Linked DNA regions of Sus scrofa: all the other regions are linked to region 3. A link is a contact called in public HiChIP or PLAC-seq data. All regions are on one chromosome and are shown on one strand. The core of a region is the stretch at or near the end of the contact, and the rest is flanking DNA. Distances in the headings are between cores, read along the strand shown.

The links. HiChIP or PLAC-seq counts read pairs in DNA pulled down with a chosen protein or histone mark.
Region 1: a contact with region 3 is called in an H3K27ac HiChIP or PLAC-seq map of alveolar macrophages. The contact joins the promoter of CHFR here to the promoter of ZNF140 in region 3. A contact is called at or near these places in 5 of 47 Hi-C or Micro-C datasets (heart right ventricle, liver and skeletal muscle) and 2 of 2 datasets of contacts at active chromatin or transcription factors (alveolar macrophages and skeletal muscle).
Region 2: a contact with region 3 is called in an H3K27ac HiChIP or PLAC-seq map of alveolar macrophages. The contact joins the promoter of ZNF605 here to the promoter of ZNF140 in region 3. A contact is called at or near these places in 1 of 5 promoter capture datasets (liver), 4 of 47 Hi-C or Micro-C datasets (heart right ventricle and liver) and 2 of 2 datasets of contacts at active chromatin or transcription factors (alveolar macrophages and skeletal muscle).

The regions. Positions count from the first base shown.
Region 1 is chr14:22,652,937-22,655,768 of Sscrofa11.1, reverse strand. CHFR (E3 ubiquitin-protein ligase CHFR) reads right to left here and starts at 1,307. Exons shown (of 17, transcript XM_001928455.6): 1 at 1,202-1,307; 2 at 896-1,039. The coding sequence starts at 1,028.
Region 2 is chr14:22,612,744-22,615,443 of Sscrofa11.1, reverse strand. ZNF605 (zinc finger protein 605) reads right to left here and starts at 1,365. Exons shown (of 6, transcript XM_013990316.2): 1 at 1,275-1,365.
Region 3 is chr14:22,541,495-22,544,264 of Sscrofa11.1, reverse strand. ZNF140 (zinc finger protein 140) reads left to right here and starts at 1,480. Exons shown (of 4, transcript XM_021072894.1): 1 at 1,480-1,750; 2 at 2,090-2,144. The coding sequence starts at 1,499.

The DNA of each region.
Region 1 (2,832 bases), core at 58-2,557, 110 kb before region 3:
CAGAGCCCACTGCGCCAAGCAGGAACTCCAAGATCCTTTTTTTTCCTTCTTTTTTAGCCTCAAGTGTGGCAAATGAAAGTTCCCAGGCTAGGGGTCTAATAGGAGCTGTAGCTACAGGTCTACACCACACCCAGGGCAACACGGGATCCAAGCCCCGTCTGAGACCTATGCCACAGCTCATGGCAACCCCGGATCCCTAACCCACTGAGAGAGGCCAGGTATCCAACCTGCATCCTCTCGGATACCAGTTGGGTTCGGTACTGCTGAGCCACGACTGAAACTCCCAGATCTTTTTTTGAATGTAGCTGCCTACACCTATAAATTTCCCTTGAGCACTGCTTACCTGCAACCCCCAAGTTTTGGTATGTTATATTTTATTTATCTCAAAGTATTGTCTAATTTCCCTTTTGATTTCTTTGACCCAATGGCTGTTTAAGGGTGTTATTTAATTTTGCACATATCGGTGGGTTTTCCAGTGTTCCTTCTGCTATTGATTTCTTTTCCGTTAAGGTCTGAGAAGACGCGTTGGGTGGTAATGAACTTGAAAACACTGACTTCTACGTAATAAATTAATGTACCACTTCATATAGCTGTAACGAGGATTAAAGAATCTGTACGAAGCACTCAGAAGTGACTGGGCAGAGCAATAAGTGAATAAATGGTAGCTATTACAGGAGAGCCCACTACACTGGAAAAACTGGAAAGCTCAGAGCGCCCCGCCCAGGGGCCTCCCACAGCGCGGTGGGTCCCGTCCTGCCCAGCTCTCGTCCTCGGGCCCCAGATCTCCGCCCTGGCCCCTGCTCGGGTCCCCCAGCACTCGGCCTCCGTCCACCGCCCCCATCCCGGACTCGTCCTCAGTCCGTCCCATGTCTCCCATCCCACCTCCGCCCCGTACCTTTTCTCCGCCCGATGGTCCACTCCCGCTTTCTCAGGAGGACGTGCGGCTCGCCCTCCTCGGCGCCCAGGCGGAGGAGCCTCCCCCACGGCTGCTGCTGCGGCAGCTGCTCTCCTTCCCCGGGCCGCTCCATCGGATTCACATCTGACGAGCCCCGGAAACGTCGGGTGAGACTCTGGCCGCAAAGGCGGGGGCTGGGGCCGCCGCTTCTCCCGCAGCTGCCCGGGCCTCGGCGCCCCCGCCACGCTGCTGCGGGCCGCGCCGCCGGCCTCCCCCGCGTCCCGCCCGCGCCAGCAGCCCGCTTACCCCCCGCCCCGCGCGGAACCCGGAACCGGCCGCGCCGCCGCCGCTGCTGTCAACAGACATCGCTGATCCCTCAGCTGATCCGCGGGGCGGGGCCAGCGGCGTCCGCGCCCTACGATTGGCGGGCGGTGGCGACCACCGAGCCTGGCGGCTAGAGCGGAACAGGGGCGGTGGCCATCTAGAGTGGACGTGGGGAGGTGAGCCGAGCGTGCGCAGACCGGAGGATGGGGCCGGGACGACATCTTTGATGCTGGCCGAGACCTCTAGATCTCCGAGGATCTCGGAAGTAGCTGCCGTCGACGCCATGATAAGTCCGGGCAAAAGGGACTGAGTAACTTGGGTATTGGGCACCGAAGCAAATTCTCAAAGCCGCGTTGGAAGGGCAGATGGCTTATAGATATGTGACAAACGACGAGATAAGTGCAGGTAGAAACTTTCGGATGTCTCTTTCTCCGCGATCAGAATGTTGCTAGTGTCCTGGGAGGGCTCTGGAGAGTGCAAGCATCTCCGTTGCCAGTCGTAAGAGTATAAATTGGACCGCTTCTTGGAGGGCAGCGGTGCACACATAGTCTTTTCATTTCAAACGCACGTTTCCTTTGACTCAGCGATTCCGCCTTTTGGAATCTAGCAGAAATAAGGTGTGTGTTCCAAAAAAGGCTGCACTAGGATCATCAGTGCTGGACGCCTGAAAGTGAACGGTGGGCGAAGACTTGGTGCGGGTGGGCCAGGAGCCGAGTCATGGACTGTGCGGTCCATGACTGCGCGGTTGAGAGGAACCAGACGATATCGGACGGAGACCTCCGAAGTGGAAGAAGGCACCCAAAGGAGCGAGGGAGACATCTTTCACTGTATATTCCTTTGTGTAATTTAAACTGCATCATTTGGTGATTTTTGTTGTTGTTTGTTTTTGCTTTTTAGGGCTGCACCCGTGGCATATGGAATTTCCCAGGCTAGGGGTCGAATCGGAACTACAGCTGCTGGCCTATGCTACAGCCACAGCCACAGTAATGGGGGATCCAAGCCAACCTACACCACAGCTCATAGCAACTCCAGATCCTTAACCCAGTGAATGAGGCCAGGGATGGAATCTACATCCTCATGGATACTACTAGAAGGGTTTGTAACCTGCTGAGCCACACCAGGAACTCCATGTCAACTTTGTCATAAAGTGCATCTCTCCTTGAGTTCCCATTGTGGCTCAGCACATTCAGGATCCAACACCGTGGGAGGGTGTGGGTTTGATCCTTGGCCCCCCTCACTGGGTTAAGGATCTGGCTTTGCCACAAGCTGGGGTGAAGGTCGCAGACGTGGCTTGGATCTGGTGTTGTCATGACTGTGGCATAGGCCTGCAGCTGTGTTTCCAATTTGACCCCTAGCCTGGGAACTTCCACATGTCACAGGTGCAGCCATAAAAAGAAGAAGAAAGTACATCTCTCCTGGTCTCAGATTCAGGTCATAGGAAAGACCAGAATTTAAAATTTCTCAGAGTTATCTCATGGCTCAGCAGATGAAGGATCTGGTGTTGTCACTGCTGAGGCTTTGGTTACAGCTGTGGCGTGGGTTCCATCCCTGGCCCAGGAACTTCTGCATGCTGTGGGGCATGGCCAAAAGTAAATAAATAAATAAAATTTCTT
Region 2 (2,700 bases), core at 116-2,615, 71 kb before region 3:
AAAGGACGAGAGTTTGAGGGACTGATGTATATTTACCTGTGGCCTTGTCATAGTTAAACAAGAGAGTCCTGTGGGGAAGGGGGTTCTTTGCAGCACCACTAAGCAAGGCCAGGGATCAAACCTGCATCCTCATGGATACTAGTTGGGTTTGTTACCACTAAGCCACGATGGGAACTCCAGAGAGATTTCTTAACTGTCTTGTTTTCCAGGAGAGCAGGGCTCAGGTAAAACCCAACAATGTCACAACCAGCAATGCTTCCTGCTAATGAAATCCTCAGTCCTACCATTTTGAGCCCTCTAAATGCCCCCAAACAGACCCTCAGGGCCTGATCATTCATTCCATCAGGCCCAACTGCCAACCCAAAGGCACCCAAATCAGAGACCATTAGAGTCTTTGTGTTTGTGTATGTTTTTAAAGAAATTTTAAATTTTTAAATTTCTTTAAAGTATAGTTAATTTACAAAATTGTGCCAAATTTCTGCTGTACAGCAAAGCTACCCACTCATACATATATGTGCATTCTGTTTTTCTTTTCCTATACTATTTTCCATCGTGATCTATCCCAGGAGATTGGATATAGTTTACTGTGCTATGCAGTAGGAACTGGTGTCTTAATTATTCCTACAAACATCTCTCAACCTACGTCTCTAACGCACACACTCACCCCACACAGAGGGCAACCTCCCGGGCTGCCTCACTCCCAGAGCTGTTGACCCCCAAGTCTAGGACTCCCCTCAAAAGTCCCTCGCAGAGGCCCCCATCACCCAATTAGTTTCCTCCACCGGCTTCGTAACTACTCACTTCTCTCAAACCTCGGTATAGATTTTCACAGACATTCCAACATTCCGACTCTCCAGCGTTCTCACATTAAAAGCTCCACAGTTCCCCTTCACAGATCCCTCATCACCCACCACCACGGGAAGCCTTAACACTGACTCCCAAATCTCCCTCCCGAATCCCACAATCACCGCCCCCCCACCCCTACAGACCCCCCCCAGTCCTCCAAACGCTGCCCAGCAAATTCCGGCTCCCTCCTGCCTCCGCGCTCCAGCCGCCCACGCCCCGCCCCCCACCGCTCCCTTCCCACACGGCCCCCACGGCTACTCCGCCGCGGACCACCACCCCTCCAGCCTCACCCCCACCTGGACCGGGATCCGCGCCTGCTTCGCGCCCGGTTCCGGAGCCGGTCCGCGCTGGGGTCAGCACAGGCCCGGGTTGGACGAAGAGGCTAGAGCCGCGCCGTCCCGCACCCAACCCCAGCCGCACACGCTTACCCGCTGGCCCACAGCCCTGAGGCAGACTCAGCCGGGCCGAGGAAGCGGCTGCGCGGAACCACATTTCCCAGAGTCCCACTCGGTTTAGAACTACATTTCCCAGGGGACTCTGTGGCGCGCCTCCACGATCGACAGGTTTGAGGTTTCCTTTTGCAAAGCCCCACTTCACCTGCCTGGGGGAGCTTGTTCCAGACAGTGGGTTGTAGCCGGCTCTGCCCGCTCAAAATGTGTTCACCGTCCTTGCCATTTTTGAGCATAGAGCAAAGTAATTTATAAAATCAAAGTAATATAGGTAAGTTTTAGTGCCTCCTATACAACAGTGCCAACAAAAAGAATGACAATAGATGAAATGAGACATCTAGGGAGAAACAAAGTATAATTATGGAAAGAGAAGAAAATTAATGAAAATTAAAACAGAAATTGAGGAGGCAAAATAGAAAAAAATTGAACTTGATAAATCAGATTTTTTAAGTAAAATAAAAAAAACATACTAGAGATTTTTATCCAAAAGTGGGGAGAAACAGCAAACAATTAGTGATAAAAAACAGAATTAGCCATAAAGAACAACAACAAAAAAAATTGTGAAAGAATATATTGCTTAATTATATATAATAACTCTGTGCATTAAGTTATTAAATTTCAAACCTAAGAAAGTACACTACTTAAAGGAATAGTTAGGTAATAAAGAAGATATTTGTTATAGACTTAAAGCAGTTGTTTAAAATGCTTTTGGCAATACGTTTTAATTGGTGAATCTTCCACGTTATCAAAGGATATAGTCTTACCAAAAAAATTCAGGAAAAATCTGGACAGAACCCTGTTTGTTTGTTTTTGCAGAACCCTTTTCTTCACACAAAGATAGCAAATAGCTATACCATAACCAAAGGTAAATTTTAAAAAAAGGAGTTCCCGGAGTTCCCATCGTGGCTCAGTGGTTAACAAATCCAACCAGGAACCATGAGGTTGCCGATCCGATCCCTGGCCTTGCTCAGTGGGTTAAGGATCTGGCATTGCCATGAGCTGAAGTGTAGGTCCAAGACACAGCTCGGATCCCGCGTAGCTATATGGCTCTGGCATAGACCAGTGGCTACAGCTCCGATTAGACCCCTAGCCTGGGAACCTCCATGTGCCATGGGAGCAGCTCAAGAAAAGGCTAAAAGACTAAATAAATAAATAAATAAAGGGGTTCCCATCGTGGTTTAATGGTAATAAAGCTGGCTAGGATCCATGAGCATGCAAGTTTGATTCCTGGGTTAAGGAAAGGGCGTTGCAGTGAGCTGTGTTGTAGATTTGCAGACTCTGTTCCAATCTTGCGTTTCTGTGGTTGTGGCGTAGACAGGCAGCCCTATGTCTGATTCGAGCCATAGCCTGGGAACTTCATATGTGGTGGGTGTGGCCCTAAAAAGAAAAAATAAATAAAAAAAAC
Region 3 (2,770 bases), core at 231-2,730:
CTCCTTCTCCCCCATCAACCATATCCAATTCATTAATGGGTCCTTTACACATTTTTTTTTAGGGCCACACCTGTGGCATATGGAGGTTCCCAGGCTAGGGGTCCAATTGGAGCTATAGCTGCAGGCCTATGCCACAGCCACAGCAACATCAGATCCAAGCTGTGTCCTTGACCTATACCACAGCTCACAGCAACGCCAGATTCTTAACCCACTGAGCGAGGCCAGGGATTGAACCTGCAACCTCATGGTTCCTAGTCGGATTCATTTCCCCTGCGCCACAATGGAACTCCTACACTCTTCTTTTACTTATTTATTCTGTTTAGCTATATGTTTGGCCACGTCCACGCCATGTGGAAGCTTCCAGGTCAGGGATCAAACCCACATCACAGCAGCAACCTGAGCTGCTGCGATGACAGTGCCGGATCTTTAACCCACTGCATCACAAGATAACTCCCTACAATCTTCTTTTAAACTGTTTCTTTGCAAGCAGCTCTTTGCAGGAAACCAACCTCAGCAGGAGGCCCCTTTCCTGGTCACTTTAGCAAAGCTACATTGCAACTAACTTTTAAACCAGGAACCCCCCTGTTCAGCTCCAGCGCTAGCACACCTTTCAAATCTTTTGATCACATAATATCTTGTCTAAAGAATAAGCAGGAATTCCTGCTGTGGCACAATAGGATCTGTGGGGTCTTGGGAGCATCTTGTGAGCGCTGGGACGTAGGTTACATGCCTGGCACAGTGGCTTAGGTCGAAGCTGTGGCTGGGATCTGATTCTTGTCCCTGGGAACTCCAAATGCCTCGGGCGGCCTTTAAAAAAAAGAAAGAGAGAAAGAAAGAAGGAAGGAAGGAAGGAAAGAAGGAAAGAAGGAAGGAAGGAAAGAAAGAAAGAAGGAAGGAAAGAAAGAAAGAAGGAAAGAAAAGAAAGAAAGAAAGAAAGAGCAATTAACAGATGACTAAACAATGCTTCCCTAGCTTCCTCTTCAGTAATCTTGCAACAAACTTTGCGACCAAACTACATCACCGGGTTCACAAGCCAGCAACCTGACAACTCCCCCCGACCCATTAACTGAGATGACTTCATTTTAAAACTTTCATGGCCCAGCAGAATCCTGAGAGGTGGCTTTTGGGGACACTGAATCCATCATTTCTCCGAATTGCCGGCATTCTGAATAAAAGCACCTTTCCCTGACACCAACATTTGTCTCTCCCAAGCATTGATTTTTCGAGCTTCGAGAAGCCGTACCTGATTGGGTAACATCTTGACTCAGTCTCCCCTGACCCGCAGCTCCTAGAATCCAGGATACGGAAGGCAGTAGCCTTCAATGGCATTCCTGGCTCAGGTCCTTTCCTTCAGTTCACCGATACAGTCAGCCATTGCAGCTGTCAGGGATGGGGGGTCCTCAAGGGAGGTATTGGGGCTGCAGTCGGTTCTGGAAGTTGTAGTCTGAGTGGGGAGGACTGCTCTGTAGGAGGCTGCGGCCGCGGTGGGCCCTGGGAAATGCGCCTAACTGAAGCTCGTCCCCGCCCCCCCGCCCCGTGGGCGCGGCGCCTCCTGGGAGTTGTAGTGTGTGTGGGCGAGTTGCCCACGATGCGCGGAGACCGCGGTGGGTCTTGGGAAGCCGAGCCGCGGCAGGCCCTGGCTTGGTTCGCGTCCGTCTCTGAGGCTCCGGAAGGCGCAGTTTGCGGGGCGCCGGCGCGGAGTCACTGCTCGCAGAGCCAAGAGCTGAGCGCCTGGCCTGCGCGGGCCGAGGTAGGGGAAGGGCCCGCCCTGCCACGCCGATCCCCGCCGGGGCCGGGGGCGGGGGCTCCATCCCAAGCTGGGGAAGCGTGGGCCCGCATGGCCTGCAGCGAGGAGGAAACGCCCCGAGGTGCAGCCCCCTTAAAGGCGGTGGCGCGGCGGGCGCGGGTCAGGTCCGGGCTCGGGTCAGGTCCGGGCCCGGAGCCCCTCCGCAGCGGCGAGGGGGTTGTCCCGGGCCCGTGCAGCTGTGTGACAAGGGCGGGGAATGCGGAGCCGCGGCACCCTGGTCCGGGCCCGTTACCTGGCGCGGCCCTTCGGCCCCCGCATTCAGCATCTTTCTCTCCCTGCCAGCCCTGCCGTCCGCATTTTCTGCTTTCCGCGGGCCCTGCCGGGAGCCATGTCTTGGGTAAGCTGGTGTGCCTTTCTGGGGGAGAGAGGCTTGCTTTCTCCTAAAACATTCCTCCCCGACCCCGTGCTCCCCCCACCCTCGCCCCTTTCTCTCTCGTGTACATCCGGGGAGGGAAGAGGGTTCTGGTGGGGTGGGGGCAGGGGGCGCAGGCCCGGCGTGGGCAGGTTTCTGACCTGGCTGTCATGTTCCTCTTCCCCCCGGGTATTAGAAGGTCTCATTCCCTCTGCGTTAATTGGCATTATTTTTATTGTCTACTTCCCGTACCAGTGGTCTCAGTGTGTGAGCCCTGGTACAGCACTGTTAGTATCACCAAATAATTTCTTGGAAATGTATATCCAAGAGCCCCAACCCGGGCTTGTGGACCAGAAACTGGGTGTGCGGTCTGCACATTGACAGCCCCTTCTGGTGGTTTAATGCGCGACGTGTCCTAGGACTTGGGGATCTGCAGGGAGCAAAACAACATCTTTGAACTCACAGAGCTCATTTTTCAGGCATGACGTTTAGTTTCTTTAGCAAGGAACACTAATTATTGCTGTGGTTGAGGCTAAATGCCATGCTGGCAGTTGTGCTTCACAGAGGTGGGGAATAAGGCCAACTAGAGAGTTCAAGGTGTGGCTCAGCGG